Regions from separate parts of the Mus musculus genome. Here regions 1, 3 and 4 are each linked to region 2. Evidence: chromatin contacts called from public HiCAR-type and HiChIP or PLAC-seq data. All regions are on one chromosome and are shown on one strand. The core of a region is the stretch at or near the end of the contact, and the rest is flanking DNA. Distances in the headings are between cores, read along the strand shown.

Region 1 (5,619 bases), core at 1,250-3,749, 980 kb before region 2:
TCTGGGGAAGGCATGGTGGTAAGAGTAAGGCTTACTACGCAGACATACATTACACCTTCCCCCATAGACGGCACTCCACTGACTGGTGAGTAATAGCCATCCTTCTTGTCTGGGTACCAAGAGGGATGGAGACTACAGAGGCACATTTCCATTAGAGTGTCTTTTTCTTGCAGGTGGTTTTTAGAGCCTCTCTATCTACAGCTCTTCCAAATATGTCAAGAGGACTGGTTGCAGTATACAACAAATAACAAAATGATAAGATGCCCAAGCCCCTTCAATTAGATAGCACTGATTGACAGTCTCCCAAAGAGGCCCCACCCGAATTAGACACTCAACAGGGTTGACTGACTGACGAGAACTTCAGTGATGGCAGAGATGTTAGAATGCTACAGGGCCAGAACCAAACTCTCGTGGTCTGTCGTTAGCCCTCTCAATAGCCACATATTGTCACCTCTGCACACACAACCTTCTGACTAGTGGGTAAATCCTTTTTGAAGGGATGAACAACTCTCAAAGCCTCCACAACCCCAAAGCTAAGCATATCAGGTAACCTCTGAGACCTGTAGCATCATTTTCTCATTTTGTTGAAACTCTCTCTACCTGATGTTGCCACCAAAATATTTCAACACTGTGTTGACTTGTGACTTTGTTGTCACTAGAAAAACTTCACGGAGCTGTTACCTTGTTGGCATTTAGGCATGTGTGTTCCCTGGCTATGGTCGCTCATATTTGGCTCCAAAAGAAACTATTTATACTGTCTGAGTTGAAAGCTGTATTTTGTTTTTTAAAGAAGCATTGACAATAGCATAGTATTTACATATAACCAATGTATGTGCTGCAGATCTTAATCAGTAGATGATTATAAGTACCTAACATGATGTAGATAATATGTAAATAGATACCATATTATTTTTAGGTAATAATTACGTAGAAAAAAATCCTCTGCTTATAATCAGTGCAGATTCAATCCCCTCTTCCTTCCCCACAATATTTGCAAGATTGGCTGAGACCCAGGATATAATGTATATGGAGGACCAACCATATTTCAAGGAGGGATATTCTGGTCTCATGTATTAGACACTCATCTGTACCAGACTTTCTGGACACCACCAGTAGGCTAAACTACATACCACTGTGCTAACTACAAGGGTGGCTATGATTTCTTCATCACAAAAGTCACAGAGTGATCACTGTTAATGACTCTGGATCCTCGATAGCTATGGTCAGAGGCTCGATCAATGTTTGCTGCATCGAACTACTTCATTGTTAACACTGAGTTGCTCAATAAACAGTTGCTACTTCGGATGGCTTGAGGATGAGACGGCCACTTCTCTCTCCGGTGTTCACAGGAAGGGGAGCATAAATGCGATCAACAAGCTGACATCGTGGCACTTAGCAAGATGGAAACCAGAAGAAGTAGGATGGGAAGGAGGTTAGGGGGGCCGAGGAGGTTGCGGGGGGGGGGGGGAGGACACATGCTCTAAACCTGATAATCCAGAGGCAGCTTTACCTGTCCCCTCACTAACAGCAGCAAATGTTTTCTGCAAGCCAGAAACAGCAATAGAACAGAAAATTCCCATGCAAGATTACACCAGAGGTGAAGTCCCTTCTGCCCCCATGATGGCCTCTCATCGAAGCTTCCATGGGGACCCTCTTTAAATACTGACACCAGCATGCCAATTAAGAGCCTGGTTTGCAGAGGGACAATGGAATAGACTGGGCTTCATTTTCCACCTCTGGCTGAAAAAAGCAATGGGCAATGGAGTCTTCTTGAATAGCCCATGTTACACATCCATCCCAGCTATAGAACACCAGCGCCATAGATAACAAAAGGGGATAAGAGATGGGGGAATCAAAAATTGCAGAGTTCAGCTGCCACGGGGGAGGGAGGACCCCAGAGACCAGCAGACTAACCTGTTTGGACCATTTCTGGAACTTGTTAGCCCACATCGTCAGTGACGGGCAATGATTGCTGCCTCCCAGAACCCACGCAGCACAGTAACTCTCAAGCTTTCTTCTTCTGCATTATTAATCACGCACGTGGAGCCTGAATTAGCAGGTCCGGGTGTTAGCTTTACGTGCAGACTCTGCAGTGTACAAATTAAAGAGGTTTGCTCTGTTCAGTGAAAACACACTATCCATTCCCCACCCCACCCCCGCCTTACATTCCCCCTCACCATTGGCATTCTAAGCATGTTTTGTGTATTTTTAAGAAGTTTCCGAGTAGGTCAAGAATGTTAAACCCTTCCCCATGACAATGATTACTCTATGGACTGTGTACACATAGAGAAAAAGATATATATACACAGTGTGTGTGTGTGTGTGTGTGTATGTATGTGTGTCCTCGGTGTCTCAGCCTTGTGGATTCCAGCTTCCTATTGTGTTTTAGCCTTTTACTGGTCGTCTCTTTCTCCTGCAGAAAGAGATTACAAACACAATCCCAGGACTTGCAAATAGAGTGCTGGGTGTCTTTTGTTCAGCTTCCTGTCCAGTTGTAACAACCTTTGTCATGGTAATGAGCCACCAGCAGTTCCTAGCCTGCAAGTTCTCTCCAATGCAAGGCAGTGAGTGCTGAAATTCTGGTGAGGTTATGGTTCCCTTCCCTGCCTGCTTCTGCTGTCCCTGGATAAAGATGGCTGGAAAAGTGGGCCCTCCCCTCTGCTTCAAATGCCCAAGAGTTCTCAGTGGAAGTGGATAGTTTTCCTGGTTTTGAAGGGTTCAGACCAGAGATAGCAAAGAATTCTGTCTGGGAATCTGAAAAAGAAAGTATGCTGTGCTCACTTCATCTAGCTGCTCTTGAGTAAGGGCTACAGTGGTGTGTGTGTGTGCCTGTGTGTCTAGATGTGTGTGTGCCTGTGTGTGTGTGTGTGTGTATGTGTCTTATGTGTCTGTGTGTATCTGTGTGTGTGTGTGTGTCTGAGTGTGTCCATGTGTATCTGTGCATGTGCCTGTGTATATATGTCTGTGTGAGTATATCTTTGTGTATATGTGTCTGAGTGTGTCTGTGTGTATTTGTGTGTCCATGTGCCTGTGTGAGTTTGTGCCTCTCTCTCCCTCTCCCTCCCTCTCTCTCTCTCTCTCTCTCTCTCTCTCTCTCTCTCTCTCTCCCTGTGCCTGTGTGTTTGTGTGTGTGTGTGTGTGTGTGTGTGTGCCTGTGGATGTGTTCCTACTCTAAATTGGATTTTTCCCAGTTGAGACAGAGTGGCTTTCATGCCTCAGTCAACAACCTATGCTATGTTTGGCATTATCTTTGCAGAGGGGCACAAAGAAACACAGGGACTGGGCTCATCCCTCTGATAGGAGTTTGTGAGGGTGGCAAAGCCTTTCTCCTCATGTGGTGAGCTTGATTTGGGGGTATAAAGTGCTGGATGAGAGTCACCAGTCTCACCCGTGGCTTCCAAAGCGCATGGGAAAGAGTAGTAGTGAGTAGATTCCTGAACAAACTATGAGAAATGAACTTCCACAAGGGGGAGGGGCCCTGAGGGACACGAACTGCGGTGTCACCCTGCTTTTATGGATCTTACACTTGGGGTGTGATGGGGGTCCTTTTCTGAGAAGCAGGCAGACTTGTAAAACTGCATGCCTATGTCCCCTGAGCCATTGCACTAGAGGTTGGGAATATGGGAAGGAAAACTATGCTATCTCATTAAAGGGCTAGTTATTTTACCTCTCTTTTTAGCGTGGCTGAAGGTGAATCTGCTCCTCGGTGGTTCCTTGGCCAAGTGATGGGTATGACCCTGGATGGAATGTTAGGTCTCCACCAAGGCCAGAGATTAAAGTCTCCTGACCAGAAAAAGTTTTCCTTAATGGACTTTTATTGCCACAATAACACTTGAATGTTTATTTTTCATGTGTTATGTGTTTGTAACCTTTGGGCTCTTCTGCATACTTTGAAATACACACTGCCATAGCTACAGCCACTCTTCTGTGCTACAAAATGCTGGAACTAATTACTTACTTACCTATATTTCTAAACATATAATATGACTTTTGGGTTACATTTCACCAAGGAATAGACCGAGAAATACTTATTTCTGACTTTAATCATGAGAATGCTGCCTGAATTTCAGGTAGGGTCCTAAAACTTAATTTCTTATAAAAGTTACTTCTCTTCTTCTGTTGTGGCTTTAACTAACTAATGCCTGCAAGCCACAACGTTGTCTCTGCTAAAAACTACCGACATCCTAAGAGTTTACAAGATGACTTCATCTATATCTGTTTTTTGCTATGTATGAATCATTTATTTCATCAAATTCATGCCTTGTTAATTCGATGGCTTTCTTTGTCACAAAGCACTCACTGCTGGGGTGGGTGGTCTCTGAGGTTAGAGAATATAAAGGGGTTTTTTATTTTCCCACCAAATGCCTCCCTCTACCACCCTAGGGATAAAGGAGACTTGAGAGCCATTTAAATTGGCCTTGGTGGCCTTGCCGATTGAAGCTAAATGCTAGCTGTGATTGAATTTATGTAAAGCACCTTGTAAGGGGCTGGGCTCAGAGCCACCTCCCAGTATTTGTTAGGGACTTCCCCTTAATGTTGGATACCTGCAGTTAGCAATCCAGCGACATCTCGGAGCTGTTGTGATGTTTAGTTAACTACTGCATCCTCGGTTTGAGTCGGAAATCACCGGTAAAGCCCAAAACAGAACCAAGGAGAGGCCTAGAAGTCGACCTGCAGCCCAACCCCCTCCCTTCAGTGGGATGCCTGCCCCCTTCTTGGCAGGGCAAGAATCAACCTCTCAGAGCAATTTCAGAGTTCTGATCCATGGTTTCCACCCCCAAGGAGAAAGTGTTTACAAATACATTTAGATTTCTTCTCAAAATGCACATGGCTCCCACTTCTGCAGTTGCACACAGTAACAAGATGCGAAAGAAAAGCTTGCCTTCCTCCTTCCCCTCTTTGGATCTCCCTTCCTTCCTCCCTCTCCCTTTTGTCCCCCCTCCCTGCCCTCCTTCCTTTTTTCTTTACTGTGTCCTTTCTTCCAATCTCCCTCCTTCCTTTTAGTCACATAGACCCCCAAAAACATCAGACAGGGCTGGGAAGAAGAAAGTAAAAAGAAAAGACAAAAATAAACTCTGTCAACTATTTTGTTCTCTCTCTTCTTCACCCCGCTCCTCTCTCTCTCTCTCTCTCTCTCTCTCTCTCTCTCTCTCTCTCCCCCCCCCCCGTGTGTGTGTGTGTGTGTGTGTGTGTGTGTGTGTGTGTGTTGGAGACTCCGAGGTGTATAGTCGGGAGATACAGCAGAAAAAGCCCAGCCTCACTGGGCACTTTAAATTCCAACCTCAGAAACTTTCGAGATATGGTGCATAGGACAAGGTTTTGTTTTCCGGAAGGAGGACACCTCACTTATCTAGGGGCCTAAGAGACCCAAAGATCCAAGAGTTTTCTCTGAAAACAGCCATCTAAGTTATCAGGCTAGGAATCCTCTTGAAGATTCATGCACTTGCCTTGTGATCATGCACAAGATTACAGCCCACAGGGCTGCCCGCTCAGGCCCTAAGCTCACACTAAACACTTACTTCTGAGAGCTTTGCCTGGCCTGCACACTAAGGATGTCAGGGATGCTGTTAACCTTCTCTTCCTTGCTGGTCTTTCTTCTGGACAGCTCCTTCCCTGCAA
Region 2 (5,752 bases), core at 1,137-3,636:
GGCACCTGCACATACATAATATACATACACAGAGACACACATACACATGGATAAGAGAAATTAAAAAGGGAATTTGCCTGGAGTTAAGGCTCCTGCAACATAAAATTTTCAGAAACGGAAATGAGCATAAAATCTGAGAGACACGGCTCCTGCTAGCTCTTAGGAGCAAGGCGACTCACATCAAACTCAGAGCAAATTGAGCGAGGACACTTGCTCTACCTACCAAGGGTCCTGCAGGGACACCAGGATCACTCTGATGGCCTTGGGAGGTGACTGCCATGGCTCAACTGAACCCCTCAGTTTACAACAGAAACAGGTACTCAACTTCTGTGCTTGGTTTCTTAGCCAAGGCCAAAGTGGTCAAGTATGTAAAACAGACTAGATAAGCCCTCAGGCAGGAACATGGGAGGGCTAGAAAGATGAATTCTGTTGTGGTTGTTTTGTTGTTCCCTCAATAAAGAATGTGAAGGAAACCGAGGTCCTCAGCAGTTGGAGCAAGGCCCTTTCACTGGCAGACACACACAGCTTGAAGTCTGTTACATTCCCTTCAGGGGAATAGATGCTGGTGCAGTCTGCTGACCTGTCTGTCAGCTAAGTATCCTACAGAGAACAACATTTTCTCAGGATTTTGTCTAACTGAGCTGGCCCCAGGCTATGACATCGATTTCCAAGGGGTCCTAACCGAAGCTCCTCAGCTTCTGTCCCTAACTAAACTCTGAACCTTTGGGGGCTGTACAATCCAGAATCCACGCTCCTAAACTAACATCAAGCCCAGGGGTGACTTCTGAGACATACATGTGATCTACACTCTTAGCAACTACCAAAAGGGACTGCAGAGACACCCAAAAATTCCTTGAAGGAGTAACAGAAGAGTATTCAAGTGGGTGTTAGTCAAGGCCACTCTCGTGCTACAAGCAAGTTATTACAACAATACACCAAAGTTTTTAAAGTTTACACTTAAAACCAGAAGTTACTCTTCCTAAACCTGTATTTAAAAAAAAAAAAGCAACCATGAAAAAACCTCATCACTGAATAATTCCTTAGGCGCCCATAATCGATATTGACAAGACCACAAAACTAAAATCATCAATAATGCTTTATATACATTGGACACCTTCAAGTATCTGACAGCTTGTTACTATTCAACAGGCAAATGGTATAAAGCAGTTTTTTTGTTCCACGAGATGGGAGATCGGCTGTCATTTTTCCCATTAATTATTAAAGTATAGCATTATGACAAAGGTGCCCTCACATCAGGAACATTCGCCAAACATATGACAGACCAGCAGGGGGGGATGGTGGTGGATGCCTGAAATCACGTTGCATTGGGGCAGCTGAATCAGGGAGTATTCCCACCAGTTCAAGTCTGATCTAGGGTAAAGTATCTGTGAGGCGCTGTCTCAAAACAAAAGCCTGAACAAACCAGAGGGATGGCAGATTCTTTACAACGTGACTTTTTGTAAAGCAATAAAAGGAATTATAAACGAAAAGCCATACAAACAGTGCTTCCTGCCTATTTAACACAGCCACTAATAGTCCCATTAAACTGCGAGCGAGATAAGCACCATCACTATCTTACAGTACAGTAAGCAGAGACAAGAGACCCGGTAACTCGCAGTCAGGTTAAGAGGTAAAATCCTACAATAGTGCTTTAGGCAGCCTGGTACCCACTCAAGTTCCCCGACTTTGTAGCACATCGGAATCCCGTGACATTCCAGCTTAACCCAAGCTCAGAGAGGGCGAGAGCCAGGAGATTGCGAAAGGTTCCCGGGGGCGTCCAAAGTTTAGGCAACTCCGGGTGTGAACAGCTCCGCTCCAGTTCTGTCCCTCTGGGCCCAGCTCCTCCGTCACGGTGTTAAACCAGGGTAAAGGCAGAGAAGGCCGGAGAAGGGGTGGTCAAGGATCGGGCCGAATGGCCCGGTGTCCCCGCTGAAAGAGGAGGGGAAGGCGGGGGCCCGTGAGTCCTGCCCCGGGGTAGGCCGGCGGGCTTCCAGAGCAGAGGACACAGCCTCTCACGTGACCATCCTGCCCCGTCAAGCAGAGCTGCCCCGCGACAGGGCAGGAGGGCATCCCTCCCGCTGCGACCAAAGTGACTCGGTGCCGCCGCCGGGACACCGGGAAGTTCGTTGTCTCCGCGCGCCGACCGGACGGCAGCCCCGCGCCCACGCGCGTGGGGGAGCCCTTTCGGCCGCCCACCGCGTACTCACCCGGAGGTGAAATCCTGCTGTACGCTCAGCAGCCGCTCGCGCAGGGTCTCCAGCATCGCGTCCCCTCCCTCAGGCCTCGCGCCACCGCGCCCTCGGACGCCGTCGGGCGTCCCCTCGCCCCGCGCGTCGGCTCTCGCTTCACCGCGCCGCCGCCGCCGCAGCCTCCCCGGCCGCCGCGCCTTCCGCGTCCCCGCCCCCCTCCGCGCGCCCGGCCGGCGCAGCCGCAGTGCGGCGCTCAGGGGAGGCTCGCGCGGCGCCGAGGGGCGGGGCCTTCGCGAGCGCGCTCGCCCGCTCTGCAGACAGGGCGGGAAGCCGGCCTTCTCCAAGGTTATGACTGCTTCTTGGAAGGATGATTTCAGGCCCCTGCATCCTTTAGTTGAAGGGTTGGTTGGCTTTCGAAGGTCGGAAGAGCGCTGCGGGAATCTCCTGGGTGGCTGCGCCTCCCTATAACAACACTGCTTTGGTACTCCGTATTGGGGTTTGTCGGTGATGATCACCTGTCTCCAAACCCTTACTTTGCCCACTCTAGATCTTTGACTGACCCCGTCAAATTTCTGTGCCCTTCATCTCTCCATGTTGCCAAAGCCATGTTTCCCCTCCTCTGCCCCCTTGTGGGGGTGGAACTCGGTTTCTTGCATACCAAGGCTCTCCCACTGAGCCAACCCTCTTTATTCTGTGCGTCAATCTTTTCTCAACCTTTCAGTTATCCTCAGAGCAGTTGCTCACCTTTTTTCTTCCTTTCATCCCTTCTGTCCCAAAACTACGTGCACAGACTCCTCCTCCTCTCTATGCACTTTCCCTGGGCTAGTCTAGCCGTCATCTATTGTAGGGTACTCCTCTGTTTTTGCTTGCCCCCTTCCTTTCCTCTCAGTTGTTTCACCGCGTTGTCCCCGGGACATCTCAAGCATCCTTTGTGGCATACTAGACAAGCACTCTGGCAGTGGGTGACATCCCCAGCCCTTCCACGTGGAAAAGGGGATTAAAACACTCCGAGCCTTTTCTACTCAGGAAAGACGACTACTGAGCTAGGAAGTTGGATATTTAGTCATGCTTTTTTTTTTCCTTGAGTGCAGACTTCCAAAATGAGGATTCATTTTGCTTTAAGACTGGCTACCAGGGTGACACCCTCTTTTTTAAATGACAAGATGGTCAAGGTTATAAGAGGTTCAGTATCAGGAGCTCAGCTTCTCTATCAATATTAGTCATGTGTTTCATTAGCTGTATCAAAATAGAATCGAGGAGTTAGCTTCCTGCTAGGGTTTGCACGTAAATTGTTTCTACAGATTTATATGCTTGAACTCTCTTGTGTGAGAAATATGGACCCTCACTTCATAATAAGAGCCCCGTAGACTTGGAGTAGTGTAAGTGTGGCAATTCATTTTTGCCACTTGGCAAAGCCAGGCACCAGCCCAGAATGGCAGGCCCGCTGAGCATCGAGAACAGCTTTTGCAACCCCAAAGCAGGGCCCTTTTCCCCTTTAGTCTTTGTTTGAATAACCAGGAGGATCCAGTCTTGTGCATCATCTGGGTTCCATCTTTCTCCCCTAAGTTTTTCATCTCCTTTGCTGCTTATATTTGTCTATTTTCAACAAAGACTGTGACTGTGTTCATCTCTGCACTTCACATTCCGTTTATTTTAAAGTTGACCAGCCATGTGACCTTAGCACATCTGCAGGTCCTTAGGCAAGCTGTGCTGTTAGTAATTTTCTACTCTAACCTCTTTTGTTGAGTTGAGAGGGTAACAACAGGCATATAGTGTTTTCTGTTCATTTCTAAATGAGCATCAAAGCACTTTTCAAATTTAACCATTATATTATTATTATTATTATTATTATTATTATTATTAATTTCTTACAGGTGCCAGCTTAGAGAGCTGATTTGGGAAGTTGTAGAATCTCTAGGAGATTGTGTCATTTTGGGGAGGCACTCTTGCCTTATAGCTCTGGCCCATTTCTTGTCTCTCCTGGCTTCCTGGTGGCATGAGGTGTTTCAGCTGCACACTCCTGCTATGGACTCTTGTGTCTTCTCTCTCCTGGTGGACTGTACCCTTTTAAACCGTGAGCCCAAATAAATCTTTCTTCCCTTACATTGCTTCTGCTCAAGTATCGAGTCCCGTGATGAGAAAGAAATGGCTAGCACATCAATTTGTCCCCCCTTTTATCTCATTTCTGAGTCAGTTCATTTAAGAATGGGCCGTGCTGCCGGTTTGAGTGCTTTTCTATGCAGAATAGTACCTGCTGCAAAGTGAGTGACCACACGTAACATAATAGCCAACAAATTCGGGAAACACAGATAAGATACTAGGAGCTATTAAATCTATTTTTATTTAATTCAATTGAATTAGTCTACAATAAGTTATGGATTTACTGAGGTAATTCTAAGTAAGGAATTTTAGCATAACATCAAAACATACAAAAAATAGTTTCAAGTTATTGAGAAAAAAACCACAGCTTCACAAACTCAGGCCAATTATATCTATGTTGACTGCCACTGTTTATTTGCATTTTGGGTTTGTATTTCACGGTGTTTAATGGGCTCCCTTAGCCAGGTTTAATACATGTGAAAACATTTAAAGTGAAAATTTATATTTTAAAAAGTTTTTTCCAAATATTTATTTATTATTAGACATAAGTATATCGTAGCTGTCTTCAGACGCACCAGGAGAGGGCACCCGATCTCATTACAGATACTTGTGAGCCATGTGGTTGCTGCGATTTGAACTCAGGACCTTCAGAAGAGCAGTCAGTGCTCTTACCCACTGAGCCATCTCAGCCCCAAAATGAAGTTTTAAAAAAATGAAATTAGACGGTTTGGCAAGATGGCTCAGTGGAGTGGATAGAGGCACACTTTCTACCAATCCTAATTCTCCAGGAGTCACGTGGCAGCAAAAGACTCCCAAATGTTGTCCTCGAACACCCACGCACACATGCACACGCACGCACAATAAATAAATACATGTTTTGAAATGTAATTAGAGAGAAACTGACCACCATTGCACACAAGGGTTCGATGAGGATGAGCAAAGGCATGGAACAGAAGCATGTGACGTGATGTGTTGAGAACGTGAATAGTAATCACCAGAAAGAAGATGCAATGGCAAATGAAAAAGCTCTAAGTACAGTTAAAGTGGAGGCAGCATGAACACTGGAGGCTCTTGGCCTAGGGTTGATGCCGGGATTGTCTGAGAGTTGATTTAAGAGTTCATTACCTCATTGCAGGGAGAGCACTGGTGGTGAGACATTGTGCTATGAATCACAGCTGCTGAGAAGTCCCCTATGGCAGCATTCCCGAAACCAACATCAGCATCCCTTGGCGATTTGTTAGACATGCAACCTCTTAGGGTCCCACCCAAACCCACTAAGTCAGAAGATGAGTAATAATAAATGCCTGCATGGTTCCTCTCTGTGCCCCTGCGAGAAGCACTTTTTGACATTCACAGTGGGGAAAAAAAAAAAAAAGAAAGAAAGAAACCCTGTTGCAACAGACTTTCACTGCAGACAAAGTGATCCATGAGGGTTTAGTGGGAGTGGATTACCACTAAAGAGC
Region 3 (5,301 bases), core at 2,449-4,948, 940 kb before region 2:
TCTCATCTCAGGCTGCTAGGAGTTTTCTGGTCTCAGCCCGAGATCCCAGTCACAACACAAAGTGGCAACGTGGAGCTGTTCATTTACTTCTGCACTTAATTTATGCTGGAGGGCATGGAGGGAGAAATCAGGAGGCTGAGAGAGAAGGCTGCGTCCATCCGTCCGTCTGCCTTGTTTCCAAACACAAAGCCCCAGCTGCTGGATGAGGGCGAAGGCAACCTCACTGCACACCTTCCTAAGCAGTTCCTTGGAGCCCACTGCTTGTTCCTATTTCTTAGGGTTTGTCTGACTTTCCCCATTCTATTTTAGCTGCACGGGAAGAAAGAAGAGAGAATGGGTAGCCTATTCAGCATCCCACGGTGCAGAAAACATCTGGCACATCTCTTTCCCTTGTCTGGCTAACACACAATCATCACCTCGCTGCTGCTCAGAGTGTCTGCCTGTCCATTCATGGAGACTGAGGACACAAGCCTACAATAGCCTGAGCCTGGAGCCTCCCATTGACAAAGGATGGGACTCCACACTGTAGGGTATCGGTAGTGGTGATTTCCATTTCAAAACTGCACTTGCCAGACTTGATTTAAACAACATGACTGTCCTCAGAGATGACACTTGGCTGGTTGCTCTTCGAAAGGCTTCCACACACTCTCTGCAGGAACCTGTGAGCACCATTGCCCATTGCTTACTACTGTCACTCAGTTAGTCCAGACGACGGCCACACACAACTTTCTGCAGCAACATCCTGCCAAGCTGTGGAGCAAGAGGACAACCCCAGAGATACCTCTAATAACAAGCCAATCAAATCAAAATGTGCCTTTGTCCACTCCACTGTGATTCCAGTCACCCTTTCTTCCCAGATATCTCTTTTTAATCTAATTACATACAATACTTTTCACTTTAGAAAAAAAAACCATGTTAACTTCTGTCGTTAACAATCCTGTTCTCCGTTTACCTGTGAGCAGGCAACCAAGTTTTCTCCTCATGTAAATGCCACAGCGGTTTGCTTTCTGTGTACAAACTAGCATATATGTGTGGGGTTTTTTTCTATCTCCCTCAAGGTCAAAAGATTACTATCTATAGACCTTTCCATTCAAGCTTTTTATCCTCAGCTAAGAATCGTACAACCTGTCTTCTTGCACGCACCCGAGGAAAGCCAGTTCTAATCACCATGGAAGAGGAGCCATCCTGCTTATACTAGGCACTGTGAAAATGCCACTATTCGCAAATGTTTCATCCGCTTGGCAAATATACAATGCAGCACAGAGAGATTCACCGCAGAGGCAAAGGACTCTGGGGGTGGGGGTGGGGCAGAAATGGAATGTGCTGAGCTGCTAGACAGTCCCTGTTCTACCACCGACCTTCGATGTCTGGGTGACTGTAAGGACTGGGATCTGCCTTTGCCTTTGTACAGAAAGGTGTCTCAGACCTGATTCAGACCTTCATTTACCGATGGGATAACTGAGTTGGAGAAGCAGAGAAATGGAGCAACCATGGTAGTGGCCAGGAAGTGGCTATGTGATCATGCTGCCAAGAGCAAAAATCCTAAAGAATGACTTTATAAGCCAGGTACAGTGAGTGATGCACACCTTTAATCCCCGTGCATGGGAGGCAGAGGCAGGTGCATCTCTGAGAGTCTGAGTCCGTCCTGATCAACATAGTAAGTTAAAGGCCTAGTCTCAAAAAAAAAAAAAAAAAAAAAAACCAAAAAACAGAAAACAGAAAACAAAAAACAAACAAACAAAAAACCCAAAAAACAAACAAACAAAACACCCAACAAAACCAAAAGAAGATGCTACATGAGCATCAGACTCCTGAGCCAATATGCTGCTAAGGAATTGGAATTCCTTCAGGAACCTCATGCTGGAAGAGAGAAAGGACAGTGTCCTGGTATTATCCAGAGTGTGAATTAGATCACACTCACTTCTGCTAACTTACAAAAGCATCTTGCAGGATACACTGGAGCTGAGTGGCTGATGGGTGGGGCCACATTGGACTGCTTAGTTATGCATGCCTCTTGCCTTCTATTTCAGCCTAAACCTCCAGTCAGAACTTCCGAATATGGGCTGCAGGCGTGGGGGTGGGGAGGTGTCACTAGACATCTTTATCTGTCCCTTCTTCTCATGTGGTTGTGCTCAATTGATCCCCTTTCTCTGCTTCTCTTTACTTCTTGTCTCTTCAATTGCCCCCCCCCCTCCAGGTTGGGTTGGTGCACCTAGATGTCGGGGTGCATGCTTTGACCCTAAAAGCATTGATAGCAATTGGAACCCAAGTGTGCTGATGCTGATTGAAACAGAATCTGAGTTAGCGTGGGTAATAAGGACCACCAGCCACCGCAGTTCAGCAGCTGAGGTGTAGTTGAATCTTATCATCCGTCATGACTGGTGGCTACTTCCTACCTCTCTCTCTCTGTCTCTCCTGTCTCTCTCTCTTTGTCTCTGTCTCTCTCTGTCTCTCTCTGTCACACACACACACACACACACACACACACACACACACACACATTTCCAAAACCGACATTTGCTTTGAAGGTTGGCCTATACCTAGGCCAAACATAAAGAAGTGTCTAGAAACCAGCACCCCCTTCTCTGCAGCCCCTGTCAAGCTCTTTCTGGGTTCAACCATAGCTCAGGAACAGACATTACCTCATGTCTCAGCACCCCATCTCTGGGCAGGCTCCCCCTTGCCCTCTCTCTATGCTCTTCTCAGGGAGAGAAGAAGGGGTGCCATGTTGGCATGCTGAGAGGAGTGACTTTTTTTTTACTCAAAGGCAGAAAAAAATTACATTTAGTTGAAGGGTAAAGACAAAGTCAAGAAGATGCGTGTGAGCCCATTTCTTGCTTCTTTCTTCAGACGAAGCTTTGCCTTTCTTTTCTAGCTTTGGATGAATGAAGTTGTCACAGTCAGGTCGCTTTCAATAGGGTCTCAGAAAAAACGCCTTTGCCACCCTAACTAACCTCATTTGGCCAGGGCACACATTTAGACGTCTTTCTCCAATTTCTTTATTCTACACATATCTTCCCCTAAATATTCCCATTCTTGCCTCCCGGTGGTATGGACCATTCTTTATAAAGATTATGGCTTCTTAGCCCAGCTCTGTATTTGCCCCCAATCTCTTACTGCCACAGAGCAATGGTACATGTGAAGGGGACAAGAGACAGCTAAGACCTGGTAGACCTGTTATAGGAAGAGAACTTTGGCGGAAACAAATTGCTGTTTAGTTAAATGTAAGTTGCTTCCTAGAGTTCACCTGCTATATATACATGTTTAAAAGAAAATACTCTTTTTTTTCTCTCTTAATGAATTATGCTGCCACCCCTAAAATTGTCTTTGACAGGTGACAGTTGGCCAGTTTCTTTTCCTTCGCTGCCTAGCATCACAGGGTGAAATGTCTTCATCACCTGGAAGCTGTGTGCCAGTGTGGCCAGGTCACAGGCTTCCTTGGTTTTCCACTGTAACTATTGCAACCGTCCCGCATTCTGGTTCCTAAGACCTTCTTCAGGAAACCACACCAGTGACCTTCAGAAGGCCAGAACTCTTCACCCTGAATGTTTGAGCCTTCCCTCTCTCTTAACGCCTGGCTTTCTGCCAGCTGAAAGCAGAAGGCCGTTAGAGATTCTAATCTCCCGGTACAAAGTCTCTTTGGCATCGACAGTCAGATGTCACCTGGGGTCACCGTGGCCTATTTGAGGTGCAGAGTTCTGGGTAGTTTCAGTTGTGCTTGCAGCCGATTCAGAGAGCAAAAGCCGAAGTCTAACAGGAAGGTTGGTTGTCTGAAGTGTGCTAAAAATACTTTGACGTTTGTTGCTTGTGAATGGTTATTTTTAGTCTGAGGAAGTGGATTTAACATAGACCCGGGGGCCCGGTCGTGGCTGACAGAACCAGTGAGGTGTGCACCTGGATAAAGCCGTCCATTTCTGTCTGTCTGCTCCACACTTCTTCCTATGTATGCCCTGGACATGGAGGAGGACGAGACAAAACTGATTCCAGGTCTCTGTCTGCAGCGGGACCTCTCTCTTCCTCTCTGAAGCTGCTGGCCGATGAGAGGCAGGCCAGATCCAGAAGTCAACAGCTGGGCTTCAGACCCCACGAGGCACTGTCCCCTCTGCTAGAGAATACAGTCTGTGGCTTTTGAAGCCTCTGCCCTGTAGTGCTGGGCTCAGTAGAGTCTAGGTGGTTGGTTGCTAACAACTGTCACCTAATTGTCACATGAGCAGGATAACCAGACTCCTGTCCTCTAGAAGGTTCCTGCCTCATTGCAGCCTCTCCAAACTGAAGAATGAGCAGGGAGTTGGGGTACAGGTTGGTTCTTTGGCTTCTCATTCCTTGTAGGTTGACTGAGCAGTAGGGGAGGAATGGCCGTATACTGAATACCCTCCTGGTATGTCCCACTTCTATGCTATCAAGCAAGGTTAGTTACTGAAGCAAGTTAAGGTAAAGAAGCAAGAGGCGAAACCCAGAGGATCTCAAGTGGACCCTAACTGTTGTACCAATGGCAGGGGCTAAGGAATGGCAGATTAGGAGTGGCCACTTGGATCCCACTGTACCTGGGACTGCAGACTGTCTTAGCAGAGCTCTCTCACGGATATTGTGATGAACCAGCTAAGGGTTACTGCATCGTTCTTAGTCCGCTTGTGCTGTTCTAGCAAAATGTCACAGATCAGGTGGCTTAAACAGCAGGCATTCATTTCTTACAGTTCTAGGGGCTCAGAAATCCACGACCAAATGCCATTCAACTGCAGATCCTGGTCACACTCCCTGGCTGCCTTCTGGCTGTGTCTTCACATGTCCCTTTCTCTCTTCCTCTGAAGGGACAGAGACCTCTGCTGTCCCCTTCTCTTCTTGTAAGACCAACAGCCCTACTAGATTGGGGCCCACCCTTGTGACCTTATTTAATTTGAATTCCATCCTAAAGATCTCACATCCAAATAGTCACCGTGGAGACTGAGACATCTACACACAGACTTAAGGAATGGGGGACACACTCTGGCCATAGCTCCTGCAGCCAGGGAACCAACTGCAGCCAACTTTGCTGTTGGGACCCTTTCACACTTTGGGGGTACTCTAGGTCCAGGTATCCCAAGGAACCCCCATGTTCCTTTGTCAGGAGACTATGCTCAGGCTTCTGGTACTATCTTGAAAGGACAATGGTGAGAGTTGGCTTCCTTTCATAAATGATAGTTTTTGACCAATGAATGGCGGGCAGGAAGGAAGCAAAGATGCTCTGGTTTTTTTCAGCCTCTGGACAGGACAACAGCAGCTGTCTAGAGGAAACTCAGAGATTATATAAGTCACATCCCAGAT
Region 4 (5,224 bases), core at 1,011-3,510, 530 kb after region 2:
GGAGAAGGGAGGCAGAGGTGTTGGCTGAGAGAAGCTTCTAACCTTCCTAAGTATTTGCCTGCTGAAAATTTTAGATACTCTTTTAAGTGGATTAATACAGACTCAGCATGTCTATTATCTCCCCTCCCCCTCTTCCTATTTAGGTTTTCTTGTTGGTACTGGGAATTGAACATACAGTTTCAGATGCTTACACAAGACTGTCTTGTGCCACCTCCCCTCCTCCCCCAGGGACTGAACCCTGGGCTTTGAACATACTAGATGAATATTCTATTAAGCCACACCCCCAACCATCTTTTTTATTGCTTTTAATTTTGAGATAGGGCCTCACTACATTGACCACACTGGCCTTAAATTTGTCATCCTACTGCCTTGACTTTCCAGGCTGTTTGTACTATGGGCAAGTGTCACCATGTCCAGGAACCATTTCTTTTTAGATTTATGACCTTGAATATGAAACTTGGTTTGTTTCCTGGGGTCTATCAGTCCGCTTCCTGATAAGACCTGAGAAAAAAATAAGGCTCACGAAATTACAGTTCATGGTCACATGGCTCTGTGGTTTCTGGGTCTGTGTGGAGGTGAACATCATGACATGGTGTATTTGGGGGAGAAAAAAAAACCATGTACCTCATAGGAAGTAGAGACTGGGAGCTGAAGATAGTAAGAATAAGACACGCCCTCCAAAGATATGTCTCCCCTCATCTGCCACTTCCCCCAGGTGGGCCCCATCGCTTGCCCTTCCCACTCCCTCCTAAGGGCTCATGAACTTAGGAATTCATCAGTCCACGGCTGACCCTGATGATGCAGTAGTGCCCTCAACTTCCCCAAGCCCCATCTGTCAATACTGCAGCACTGTGGACCTAGCATTTGCCTCTGAGCTTTGGGGACATTTCCGATAGAAACCATGCCACTGGGGCAGTGGGGATGCCCAGCAGAAACTCCCTCCTGTCTGCATCAGTGTCTCAGATAGGGCACATGGTTTTCGTCTCGTCACGGCTGCCCGGGAAGTGAACAAGCACAAGCTACCGTAGTGACAGGGCCTATCATGCTTCCAGAGGCTGTCACACCCTCAAGCCTGTATCCACTCCCTACACAAGGTAGGGATGACATGATGACAGACAGCAGCTTCTTCTCTTAATCACCTTTGACCAGGCCCTCCCTACCCACAGACCTAACTCCCATGGCCAGAGGGCCACCTGTGCATAAACTTCACAGTGAAATCTGTATGTCACTTTTATTTCTGACTAGGTTTTATCCTCTCTTATCTGAACTGGCTCTTCATAATATCCTGTAGAACTAGTCCTGTTGGAAAAATGAGCGTTTTTCACTTTGCAAATGGCACGTCTCTGTGTCTAAATCTTTGGCTGTTCTTGCAATGGCATCATTGGGAGAGAGGCTCCGAATTCATGGGACAAGTGACAAGCACACTTTTGAGGTTCAAATTTTTTTCCAGGAAAACTTGTGCTAGAAAAGATATCCCACCAGTAGAAAGAATTAATGTGAATATTTTTTAATGTAGTGTTCAAAACCTCTGATGATTTGGTAGATGAAAGATAGACGCCTGCTGGCATATAAAGTTAAGTGCATGACATTAGCCATATCTGTTTCTTTTTGTTTCTATTGTCTTTTTTTTTTAAATGGAGCTTATGAGTTCTCCGTATATTCCAGCTGGTCACCCTTTGTCATAGCTTTCCCCTAGCTGGCTGTTGGTTGACTGGATCATCTCCTTGCATGCACATTATTTTTGTATAGATAGCTCTAACTGTGCCTTTACACTACCCTGCAGTTAATGGGGAATCAGCTTGGCCTTTAACCCAACTCCATCTTCCATCTGTGACGTCCGTCATCATTGTCGGATGACAGCTGGTGCTTATAACCAAGTAGCTTCACACTGACCTTGTCACCTCTTTCTAACAACCTTTTCTGTGGAGTTCAGTTATTTTGTAGATGTTAAAAAAAAAAAAAAAAACAAGAATATTTCCCCCAGGGAATTAATTCAGCGAAAGGACACTAGGGCTTTGGTGGGAGTAGAAAGAGTAAGGATGTGTTTTGCAAAATGTGACTTTGTACGGTTGTGAAAACCCAGTGAAGGGCATCTTGCCAAGCATCCTGGGTACCAGCTGAAGAATCCATGGGGCAGTGAGTTGTAATAAAAGGGCTATTTTTGCTCTTTCAAGATCCTGCAGTCAGAGAGCTTGTACTATTTCCAGCATAGATGCATTCTTGTAGTTGATGGATTCTGCCACTTCCTGGCTTGCAGGTCTATTCTTAGGACGGAAGCACCACTCCATTTGTAGACAGAGCCTGTACCAGTAGCATATGGCCCATCAGGGCCTGCTGCTCTTTCGTACCAAGGTGGGAACCCCAGCCTAGGGCCAGACACCACGAGAAGGTCAGTTTTTTAACCATGGCTTTTCAGGTTCTGTAAAGATCCTCCAGGGTTTTTGCAAATGCCTAAGTAGCCTTGCGCCCATTGCTAATGGCGTTTTTGATCAGCCGAGTGTGCACCATTGCTTGTGGATTTCGGGTCCCATAGAAGATTTTTGTTTTGACCTCATCAGCGTTGAGCTGTTCCATATGCCCTGACCTAGACACTCATGGATTTTCTGTTTCTAAACTTGTACATTTCTGTAGCTTCCATGCAATCACTTCACACAGGTGACTTTTCAAGAGGGGTCTCTGCTATCAGCTTCTGGCTGGAATTTAGTAGAAATGGAAGTCGGGGACACATTCATCGAGGCTCAGACCTAATCAACTTCAGAATTGGGGGCACTGTTTTCTTTTTGTCTCCTGGAACTGTGGTAGCCTCAATACACACATGCCCTTGGAGTCAGGAGTGAACCTCCCCACTGGCCACTCTGTGACCTCCCATACCTGCCCCAGAGTCATTTCTGGTGATGGAGAGCCCTGTTCTTCCTGTCGCAGGCAGGGAACGTGGTGACCGGAGAGATGGTGGAAGAGCTCATCCTCTCTGGAGCAGATATCATCAAAGTGGGAGTCGGACCAGGTGAGACCTGTCAAGAGCACAGCAGGGTTGACTGTGGGGAGCAGGGGCCTTGGGGCTTGGGGCTCCTGGAAGGAGGCTACATGGGAACCGTAAAGTACTCGCCCAGAGGTTCAAGGCTCATTCCTTTGGAAGATCTGATCTTCCCCGGGGAAGCTCCTGAGATGCCACTGAACTGCCCTCTGATGACCCCAGGCTCTTCCTACACGAGCAGACATGTGGTTGTGTGGTGAGGTTCTGACCAGAGTGTTAGTGTGGGAGAGCAGACTGCACAGGTCACTTTGAAGAGAAAGGTCTGTGGGGAATCCACGAGAACAGTTAATGAACAAGAATGGCTACGTCCATGTGAATGTTTGAAGGACCCTAAACACTTGTGACTAAGAGGCCACATTTGAACATGACCTGTGGCCCACTGGCTCCCCATGTGATACTAATGCACTGCTCAGGCACTAGGGCTAGCCGTAGGCCTCTTGAGTGAAGAAACCAACTAGAGCCAGTCCAGCCTTAACCTGGGAGTTGCAGTTTCTTATTGGGACTGGCAGGTGTTTGCTTTCCTGTTTCCCATAGCCAAGCCTACATCCTCACTGCCGTGTTTTAACATTCTGCCCTGAACATGCATCATTACCCAGATACTAGCATCAGAGTGAAGAGAAGAAAGACTATAGACACTTGATCTGGGACTAAAAAATAACAGCAGATCACATGCGCGCGCGCACACACACGCTAAAAAGCAACAGCCTTCTACCCTCAAAATACAGTCTTTTAAGAAGGAATCAGACAGGAATCAGATGCAAGGACCATGTAGGTGTGTGCCATTGTAGGAAGAGGACCCTTGTGCTGTGACCCAGCATAAGGAGGAGACTGTGTGAGCGCAATGATTGGAAAAATGGTCCGGTCGGCTCACAAAGCAGGCAGGCTTTTAACCTACAGGGAGACTTCAAGCTCTGCTGTTACCTGTGGTTTTCCTCAATGCCACCCACTTAGGCGGTTAATAACTTTCTGAGCAAGAGAAACGGTCCCCAGGCTGCCCCAAAAGCAGCACTTAGGGGACCCCACAAGTCCTGCAGGAGGAGCAGGAGGATGAGAGCTTTGGTGGAGCAGGAGTGACGGTGACTCACTCATGCTTGAGTTGCTGCATTCTTTCCATGCTATTTATAGTGTTCTTGTGCATGAGGCCCCTTCTCAGTGTCAGGCAGACGGGAGTGTGAAATCTCCAGAGCTTACTACCCAGCAGGGAAAACAGACCCCAGCACTCCCACACAGATAATGACTGAAACCGACTCCTCAAAAGACAATGTATGTGTGCTGCACAGTTTCCCTGGGGCCGTGAAATTTTAAGGTGGAGCCCTGAAAAATGGGGAAGATGTGGGAGTAGGGAGTGTTACGCGGAGAGGGAAGGGGAAGGGGAAGGGAGACAGGAGCAGACAAGAGAAGAAGCAGGTGGGACATGTAGGTGGGTACTCACTTGATTAGAAGTGGGGACATGGGACATAGGATCGGGATACTGGTGTTCCCTGGACCTGAAAGAACACAACCAGGACTGAATGGGACACTGGGGCAGGAGGAGGCAAGGGAGGAAGATATCCACGTGGTGGCAAAAGCCAAGTTGACCCCAGGTTCTGGGCAAGTGGTTCTCAACCTATGGGTCACAACCCCTTTGGAAGTGGTCACATGTGAAGAATCCTGCCTATCAGATATTCACAAGGATCACATGTCAGATATTCTGCCTATCAAATATTTACGTCATGATCCATAACAGTAACAAAATTAGAGTTATGAAGTAGCGATGAAATAATTTTATGGTTGGGGGTCAGCTCAGCATCAGGGAATGTATTACAGGGTCACAACATTAGGAAGGCTGGGAAGCACTGCCCTAGGCTGAGTGGGGACTCCGTCCAGGGAGATGGGGTGTACGGTAGGTATAGCATGAGATTAAGGCAGATGGATGGAAGCTGGGCTGTGTTTGGCCCAGGGTTGAGTAATCGGAACAGTTGTGTGGCTTCCTCACTCCAAGGTAAAGGTCAAACCCTGGGACAAGGCTTTTATTCACCCTAATGCAAATTCATTCCACCACAACCACACCAGGTGGGGTTTAGTTTGAGGGTGTGAGAAAGCCAGGAGAAAGCTGGGAGGATCCTGGGCGCCCCCTGGAAGTTGAGTCCTCATGTGTGGAGGGAGGGGAGGTTTCCATGCTCAACCATTGTGTGTGTGGGGGGGGGGGCT

The links. HiCAR-type assays count read pairs that join an accessible place to other places. HiChIP or PLAC-seq counts read pairs in DNA pulled down with a chosen protein or histone mark.
Region 1: a contact with region 2 is called in an H3K27ac HiChIP or PLAC-seq map of embryonic stem cells, with 7 times the contacts expected there. The contact joins the enhancer-like site here to the promoter of Dtnbp1 in region 2. A contact is called at or near these places in 2 of 39 promoter capture datasets (embryonic stem cells and neural stem cells), 1 of 15 datasets of contacts at CTCF or cohesin (large pre-B cells), 3 of 115 datasets of contacts at active chromatin or transcription factors (embryonic stem cells and stem cell-derived neural progenitor cells) and 1 of 9 other capture datasets (embryonic stem cells).
Region 3: a contact with region 2 is called in an H3K27ac HiChIP or PLAC-seq map of large pre-B cells, with 3 times the contacts expected there. The contact joins the enhancer-like site here to the promoter of Dtnbp1 in region 2. A contact is called at or near these places in 1 of 39 promoter capture datasets (neural stem cells), 4 of 115 datasets of contacts at active chromatin or transcription factors (astrocytes, embryonic stem cells, large pre-B cells and 1 more) and 1 of 9 other capture datasets (embryonic stem cells).
Region 4: a HiCAR-type map of astrocytes shows a contact between it and region 2, with 2.1 times the contacts expected there. The contact joins the enhancer-like site here to the promoter of Dtnbp1 in region 2. A contact is called at or near these places in 1 of 484 Hi-C or Micro-C datasets (cortical neurons), 6 of 115 datasets of contacts at active chromatin or transcription factors (astrocytes, bone marrow-derived macrophages, embryonic forebrain and 3 more) and 2 of 9 other capture datasets (embryonic stem cells and liver).

The regions. Positions count from the first base shown.
Region 1 is chr13:44,016,487-44,022,105 of GRCm38.p6, forward strand. It overlaps Gm33489 (a long non-coding RNA gene), which reads right to left. Exons shown (of 4, transcript XR_382281.3): 2 at 1,915-2,087. Among named protein-coding and RNA genes, the nearest start is that of Gm33489, 26 kb to the right of the region's middle. Within about 2 kb of position 2,500, at least 46 of the 459 cell types and tissues checked have an H3K27ac peak or open chromatin away from gene starts, as enhancers often do. A contact at or near this core is called in embryonic stem cells, neural stem cells and stem cell-derived neural progenitor cells, where this site is marked.
Region 2 is chr13:44,999,710-45,005,461 of GRCm38.p6, forward strand. It overlaps Dtnbp1 (dystrobrevin binding protein 1), which reads right to left and starts at 2,387. Exons shown (of 10, transcript NM_025772.4): 1 at 2,208-2,387. The coding sequence starts at 2,263.
Region 3 is chr13:44,062,198-44,067,498 of GRCm38.p6, forward strand. No RefSeq gene overlaps it. Among named protein-coding and RNA genes, the nearest start is that of Gm33489, 20 kb to the left of the region's middle. Within about 2 kb of position 3,699, at least 80 of the 459 cell types and tissues checked have an H3K27ac peak or open chromatin away from gene starts, as enhancers often do. A contact at or near this core is called in pro-B cells, where this site is marked.
Region 4 is chr13:45,526,786-45,532,009 of GRCm38.p6, forward strand. It overlaps Gmpr (guanosine monophosphate reductase), which reads left to right. Exons shown (of 9, transcript NM_025508.5): 5 at 2,923-3,004. Among named protein-coding and RNA genes, the nearest start is that of Gm34582, 4.0 kb to the left of the region's middle. Within about 2 kb of position 2,261, at least 81 of the 459 cell types and tissues checked have an H3K27ac peak or open chromatin away from gene starts, as enhancers often do. A contact at or near this core is called in astrocytes and bone marrow-derived macrophages, where this site is marked.